2 separate regions of the Danio rerio genome follow, and region 1 is linked to region 2. A link is a contact called in public Hi-C data. All regions are on one chromosome and are shown on one strand. The core of a region is the stretch at or near the end of the contact, and the rest is flanking DNA. Distances in the headings are between cores, read along the strand shown. Region 1 holds the start of itga11b (integrin, alpha 11b). Region 2 holds the start of ciao2a (cytosolic iron-sulfur assembly component 2A).

Region 1 (4,267 bases), core at 359-2,858, 260 kb before region 2:
CAAAACATTTTATTATTATTATTAGCCTATTATTTTTATCATTATTTATGCATTATTATTATTGTTGTTGTTGTTGTTATTTTAATAATAATTATTATTATACTGTGATCAAGCGTTGTCTGTCTAATATTACATGAGCTATAAAAAGAAAGATGGTCTGGGCTTACAACTATTTTTAAAATCATTTTTATTATACAAAACATTTCAATATTATCTTTAGCCTATTATAATCATATCATTATTAATAATAATAACGTTAGATCACAGGAAAAAAACGGCTCTCTCCCTCGGTCTGACGGCTCTTATAACGGCCTCAAAAACGAGGGTTTCAAACGATTTATGCCTTATTTGAGGATTTTACCGAACAGATCCATCACGAAATTACAACCAGTATCCTTTATTGAGTAATAAGTAGTCTTAGATGCAAATATTGAGGAAATTAACTTACCTTCCCAGATCGCGATGATGCCGTCAGGATGGGATTAAAAAACTGCCGCCTAAATTTGCGCTATCGCGTCGTCACGTGACCAGCTACCGCACACACGGACATCTGATTGGTTGAAACATTGTATGGATTGGTTGAAACTATCACAAGCTCCACCTTTGTTGACCCTGGAACACTGCAGAATCAGGACGTGCAATGTAATGGGCAGCACAAATGTCTTGATACCTCAGGCTGTTGATGTTGCAGATCTCTCGCACACCCCCATACTGAATGACCCCAAACCATGATTTCTCCTTCACCAAACTTGACTGGTTTCTGTGAGAATCTTGGTGCATGTGGGTTCCAGTAGGTCTTCTGCAGTATTGGTGATGATTGGGATGCAGCTCAGCAGATGATTCATCATAAATATCTGTTAGTTATATAAGTTATATATAAGTTATTATCTGTTAATCTTACAGCTGAGATCCACAACAAGATTTAAAATATGTCAGGTACACTCTCAGAAATAAAAGTACAAGAGCTGTCACTGGGGCAGTACCTTTTCAAAAGGTACATATTTGTCCCTGAAGAGTGCATATTGGTACCTCAAAGGTACATTTTAGGTGCATTTGGGTACTAATATGCACCTTTGAGGTACCACTAAGGACTTTTTAGGTACAAATATGTACCTTTTGAAAAGGTACTGCCCCAGTGACAGCTACTGTACCTTTATTTCCGAGAGTGTAATGTATGCCGGAATAGTTGGCGGCTCATTTCGCTGTGGCGACCCCGAATAAATAATGGAGTAAGCCAAAGGAAAATGAATGAATTGAATTCTATGCTCATTCAATATACAGTAAAATTAACCAGCCATTTCTAAGCTCAATTTCAGCTTTTGGAGTGTAACATCTCCATCCTCTGAAAATAAATTTGCACATCTGTGGTGTTTCCTATCCAATATATCTTGATTTTCCACTGCTAGACATCTGGATGGAGAAAGAGGAGGGGAGAGAGAGAAATAGAGTGGGCGAGCGAGCAGTAAAAGCATGAGGTCAGTAATAAGCACAGCTCTCAGGTGCTCCAGACTCTCTCTCTCTCTCTCTTTCTCTCTCTCTCTCTCAGTTTTCATGTCATTGTAGCTCCTCCTTCCACATCAAGCTCTGCTGCGCTTCAGGACTCCATCAGAGAGCAGAGAAACTCAAACACACACACACACACACATGCTGATGGAGTACACACACTTGCTGCTGCTGTGGGTCAGCGCACTCATGCCAGGTGAGTCTGCTACTGCATTTACTCTCAGCAAAAAACAGTGAGATTATTTGCACTAAAACTTATAAATAAATAATAAATAAATAAATATATATAATAAATAAATAAAAATATAATATAATATAATATAATATAATATAATATAATATAATATAATAAAATAATAAATAAATAAAATATAGTATAATATAATATAATAATAATATAACAAATATAATAAATGTAATATAATATAACAATAAAATATAATATAATATAGTATAATATAATATAATAATATTAATATAACAAATATAATAAAAAATAATACAATATAATAATAATATAATATAAAGTCAATGATTTTTGCTTTTTGGGTTCATTTTGGAAAACTAAAAGCAGATTTAAATGAGTCACAAGTTGTCATCCTGTAGGAATATTATTAAAAATATATATGGTTTCTCGTGTATTAGCTTTAATCTTGGTTTCTAGTATAAAAATTGAAGCATTTTTTAATTATGCATTTATATTAGAAGTAAAAATACTTATATCATAAGTCATATTTTCTTAAAATGCTTCTTAATATGTGTTTCTTAATAAATCTTATGTGGTGGGGCCACAAATATAGGTTTAATTCACAATATTGATTTTGTAGACTCCGTTGGCAGTCATTTTATGTATTTTGATAATATTTTTATAAAGAAATACTTCTAATTGCATGCATTTGGGATCTCAAGAACATTTATTTTGATTTAAAAATGCTTAGACATTATAATGATGAAAACTAAGTAAGAAAAACTTCGTAACTGAACTATCGATATAATTTAATGACAAAAAAATTTTCTAGTCTTTCTAATCGTTGCTAGTGAATACATCTAATAAATCTCAATATAAATCATTCAAAAATACCCAAAGTTTAATACAAAGTTGGGATTTCTTATGAAACTCATGTAAGATATTGCTGAAGATTTTGTATGTGGATAGTAATGCCTTTATTGTAATCATAATGCTGTACAGAAGACGAAACTGAAAGATTATCTAATTAAAAAGTGTTATATAACATGTAATAATAATTATATGGCAATCTCTTTCAACATTAAAACTAATTACCTAATACCAAAGATATACTACGTAAGTATGAGTGTCTATTTAAACGTTTAATGGAGTTATTCAATTAATATCAATGAGTTTAACGAGTAAGCAAGAGTGTTTTTTTAAGGTATCGGTATATGTTTAATTACGTACTAGTGCTAAGTAATGCAAACTAGTTCATTATTAATTGGATAACTAACACTCATTCATTAAACTATTAAATAGACAGTCACATTAGCATACTTAGTAGCTTGAAAATAGACACTAGTAGGCTATAGTTTATAGATTCAGTGTTAACACAGCACACCATAATAATTAGATTAGATTTATTTAAAAAAATTATAATAATTTAATATAAATTATATTAAATTATTATTTAATAAAATAATTTTAATTAGATTAAATGCCATGGTTTTAAGGTTATTTTCTATCGTTCTAATAGGTTATATTAATTAAATCTCTTACCACTCTTTAATCATTTTATTTATTCATTTATTTTTATAATGGTTTATGGTTATTTTCAGTAGTTATAGCACAACTATACAGAACTATATAGCCTAGTGTGGGCTAATTCAGGTTGATTAAAGAGGAACTTTGCAGATGGTCTTTTATTAGCAGTGATCAGACGCACCATCTGGATCTGCTTACACACTCCATTATGAACCTACACACAAGGGCACTTGCTATACATGATCTCGATTGTATTAAACACATCTACAGAAGATGAACTTTGTCCGACTGAATCCCCAGAGATGCTAACAGACTTTTAATGTGCTTATGAGTGATTAGCATGAATATAAACAAATCCAATCTAGGCTGACTTTGAAAGTTAAGCTGTCTGATTTGTTAAAAATATATGCAGCATTCAAACATTAGCTGAATATATTTAATCATTTAGATCACTTTGGAGTTATAACAGGATGTTGGGCGTTTGTTTACATTAGCATATAGCATTTAGCACTAAACGTACATCTAAACATACATCATATGCGTTTAAATAAAGAAAGAGCTCCTCTAAAACGTCTGGGAACTAATTAAAAGTGAGGAATTGTGAGATGCAGTATTATTTAAGTGTGGATCTGCATATCTTGCGTTTGCATGAGTTGTCCAGCAGAGGGCGCAGACTTATTACACTGTTTACTCGTGTATCTCAGTAACAAGAGCTCTTTTTAAAATAATCGACGTTTCAGATGGAAAATATCCGTCTGAGGTAAGATGTTTGAAAGGAATGCTTCATAAAAAGGGCCAAATGGTTGGTTTTCACCCAAGTGGCATAATGTTTTCAAATGAAACAGATGTGAGAAGAAGGAGCGCTCTTGCTGTCACTCGCTGAGGTGTTTTCATCAGAGCGCGCTGATTGGCTGTTGACTGGCGCTTTTTTAATAGAGGCGGGAATTGTATGATTTCATGAGTACTGAGGAGAAAATAACATTCATTTGACAGATTTTAACCTACTTTGAGCCTAATCAAATACACAGTTCGACCTTTTTCCCTTAGATA
Region 2 (3,960 bases), core at 1,215-3,714:
ATCAAATATTCATCGTCTCCGAGCTCCTGAACTTCCACACATTTCTCCGTCACCACGTCCAGCTCCTCCAGAGTGTTGGGTTTCTCCGGGTCACGAATCGTCCGAATCACATCTGTGTAAACAACAACATCAGCATATTAAGAGTTTCACCTTAAACAGAAAAATATCTGAGAGAAAATGACAAATAACAGAGTTTTGCTATCAAAACACACTGTATATTCTATTTAATAATACACTGGTCATTACCGTTTGATACTGATTTGATTACGGTAATGACTCAGTATTATAATAATTAACATTATTTACTGCTAGGTATGCTAATATCTTTCAGTTATGTTGCTTTTCAGTTTTTACCATGTTACATCATAGTTTGAGATTATTTCGTAAACTTTAAGGGAATACTGTGTTTAGTTCAATCATTTTCTTGTCGGCTTTATTAATCCGGGGTCCCCACAGTGGAATGAACCGCCAACTTATCCACAACCCATCTCTGGGAAACATCCACACACACACACAGTCTTTGGACTGTGGGGGAAACCGGAATGCAGGCAGAATATGCAAACTCTACACAGAAACACCGACTGAGTCGAGGCTCGAACCAACAACCCAGCGACCTTCTTGCTGTGAGGTGACAGCACTACCTACTGCGCCATTGGATCGCCACTGTGGTTAATAATTATGGTAATGATTCAGTATTACGGTATGTTATTACGGTAATGATTCAACACTAATACTATGAAAAATTAATAAAATATAAACAGTTTGACTTTTCCTTCAAGTTTAAGGGAATACTGTGGTAAATGATTATGGTAATGATTCATTATTATGGTATATATATATATATGATAATAGCATGGTATTACAAAGTAGCATCATCACTGCTAGTTATGCTAGCATCTTTAAGTTACCTTCCTTTTCAGTTTTTTACCATGTTCCATCATTATTTGGGACTATTTCTTTAATTTTAAGGGAATACTGTTGTTAATGATTCAGCATTACGGTATGTTATTACGGTAATGATTCAATACTAATACTATGGTATATTAATAATATATAAACAGTTGAACTTTATTTCTTAAAGTTTGAGAGAAATATTTTGGTAAATGATTACGGTAATGATTCTGTATTACGGTATGTTATTACAGTAATGATTCGGAATATGGCATGTTATTACGGTAATGTTTCAACACTAATACATTAATAAAATATAAACAGTTGAACTTCATTCCTTCAAGTTTAAGGGAAATATTTTGGTAAATGATTATGGTAATGATTCATTATTATGGTATATATGATAATAGCATGATATTACAAAGTAGCATCATCACTGCTGGTTATGCTAATACCTTTCAGTTACATACTTTTCAGTTTTTACCATGTTATATCATTATTTGGGACTATTTCTTTAATTTTAAGGGAATACTGTGGTAAATGATTATGGTAATGATTCAGCATTACGGTATGTTATTACGGTAATGATTCAATACTAATACTATGGTATATTAATAATATAAAAACAGTTGAACTTTATTTCTTAAAGTTTAAGAGAAATATTTTGGTAAATGATTACGGTAATGATTCTGTAATACGGTATGTTATTACAGTAATGATTCAATACTAATACTATGATACATTAATAAAATATAAACAGTTGAACTTCATTCCTTCAAGTTTAAGGGAAATATTTTGGTAAATGATTATGGTAATGATTCATTATTATGGTATATATGAAAATAGCATGGTATTACAAAGTAGCATCATCACTGCTGGTTATGCTAATACCTTTCAGTTACATACTTTTCAGTTTTTACCATGTTAAATGATAATTTGAGACCATTTTTTAAAGTTTGTGGGAAATACTGTGGTAAATGATTATGGTAATGATTCAGTATTATGGTATGTTATTACGGTAATGATTTAATACCACAATCACAACAACCACAATCAATTTAGCATAGTAAACCAAGTTTTTAATTGTAACTATGTACCATGGTGACAGAAAAATAGAGTACATAATTACGGTAATGACTCAACCACAAAAATACCATGGCATTAACACCGGACACCATTTATGTACCATGGTTATACCCCGTTTTCTGTTTATCAGTATGTTAATATGATCTTTGACGTATCAGATAAAATACATCCAGTATCACATTTCTTATTGACTTAACAAAGTAGTAATATGGCACTACTTAAAGTACCATGAAGATGATTATTCAGTACTATAGTAATATATAAAAATACTATAGTATTTCCGCCTGACAATGTCATCGTGCCATGAAAACACCACAGACTTTTCTCTTGATTGAGGTCATCAGGGCTCACCGTACACCTCCAGCGCTTTCTCCTCCATCTTCTTTCGTCTCTTGTCATTCGTCTCGTTAGAAAGTCCCGTTAAAAACAATGCTTTGCTCAAAAGTCCGGACACAAGCTCCATGATCCGGTCCGGTCCATCATTTCCATCACGGACACTGACATGCGCATGCGCGTCCGCTCTTCCTCTTTCACGCAGACCAGAGTGATCAACAAAGAAATGTCGATGGAAATATAAACTTTTTGGCGTTGTTTTTTGGGATTATATGCCATTTATTTTAAAATATTATATAGTTATTTTGAAATAATAATAAACTATAAAATATGTTAAAAAACCATTTTAATTAATTTGGCGTTAATTATTTTATACCAAGACTATAGAATACACTTTATTAAGGGGATTTTTGTTTATATCAACACATTATCCATAGAAACTAGTCAATATACTTCTACTGTTTTGTATTACACATGCTAAATTAATTAAAAAATAGTATTTATAGTTTGCAACATTTTTAATGTATAAATTCATAAAACACCACATTAATTTTTATTTTAATTACACTATTTTTGCTGATAATATTGTTAATATTTGATTTTTTTTATTAATTCCTTTATTTTGTTTTGTATAGATTTAGATTAGTTTAAATAAACCTGCATTATTATACATAAAATAAACATTGCTCTTATTAAAGACTCAAACAGAGACAAAGCCAAACTTTTATTTACTAATCACGGCAAATAATTTTAGGTAACGTTAGTTGACATAAGCATAGTGAACGCGCATCATAGATATTTACATTCATTTATCCATGAACGCGCATAAGTAGAAGTGTTTATTTCCGGTTTGATTGGTCCTCCTGCTGTAGCTATGATCATGTGGTTGTCATGTGATGATCAGCTGTGGTTTGTTTAGATCGGAAACTCACAGTATCAGTATTTCAGATTAAATCCTGCAGTTTAATCTTCGAGGACTGTTTATTATTTATCTCCATAGTGTGCTGTTTGTTATTGTATAATGCGCGCTCATCGGCGGAAGCTCCTGAGCTGATCTTCCTCTTCTTCTTCCTCCTCGTCTGCTGTCCATCTTCAGGATGCTGGAGGCTCTGAGCAGGAGTGATGCTGGAGCTCAGGCGGTGCTGGAGGTGGATTTGTTGGCGGATGGAGAGCTCTGTGTGGGGCTGAAAGACTGGCGGAGGGTGAAGCTGAGCGCGGGTCCGTCACTGCTGTGCTGCGTGAACGCGCAGGGGGAAACCAGTCTGAGGAACATCAGCGACAGCAGGGGAGCTGAGCATACACTACAGCACACCTGTGTAGAGTGAGTCACACACACACTTAACCTGAGCATACATGACTACAGCACACCTGTGTAGAGTGAGTCAAACACACACACACACACACACACACACACACACTTAACCTGAGCATACACTACTGCACACCTGTGTAGAGTGAGTCACACACACACTTAACCTGAGCATACATGACTACAGCACACCTGTGTAGAGTGAGTCAAACACACACATACACATACACACACACACACACACACACACACACACACTTAACCTGAGCATACACTACTGCACACCTGTGTAGAGTGAGTGAGTCACACACACCTCAAACTACAGCAGACCTGCAGTCTTT

What was found. A called contact is a pair of places that touch in the nucleus more often than the background predicts.
Region 1: a Hi-C map of embryo shows a contact between it and region 2, with 2.9 times the contacts expected there. The contact joins the promoter of itga11b here to the promoter of ciao2a in region 2.

The regions. Positions count from the first base shown.
Region 1 is chr25:1,821,046-1,825,312 of GRCz12tu, reverse strand. itga11b (integrin, alpha 11b) reads left to right here and starts at 1,608. Exons shown (of 30, transcript XM_690467.10): 1 at 1,608-1,699. The coding sequence starts at 1,645. It overlaps coro2bb (coronin, actin binding protein, 2Bb), which reads right to left. Exons shown (of 18, transcript XR_012400101.1): 6 at 449-854.
Region 2 is chr25:1,559,852-1,563,811 of GRCz12tu, reverse strand. It overlaps ciao2a (cytosolic iron-sulfur assembly component 2A), which reads right to left and starts at 2,464. Exons shown (of 5, transcript NM_213027.1): 1 at 2,329-2,464; 2 at 1-112. The coding sequence starts at 2,440. spg11 (SPG11 vesicle trafficking associated, spatacsin) reads left to right here and starts at 3,165. Exons shown (of 41, transcript NM_001194994.1): 1 at 3,165-3,631. The coding sequence starts at 3,408.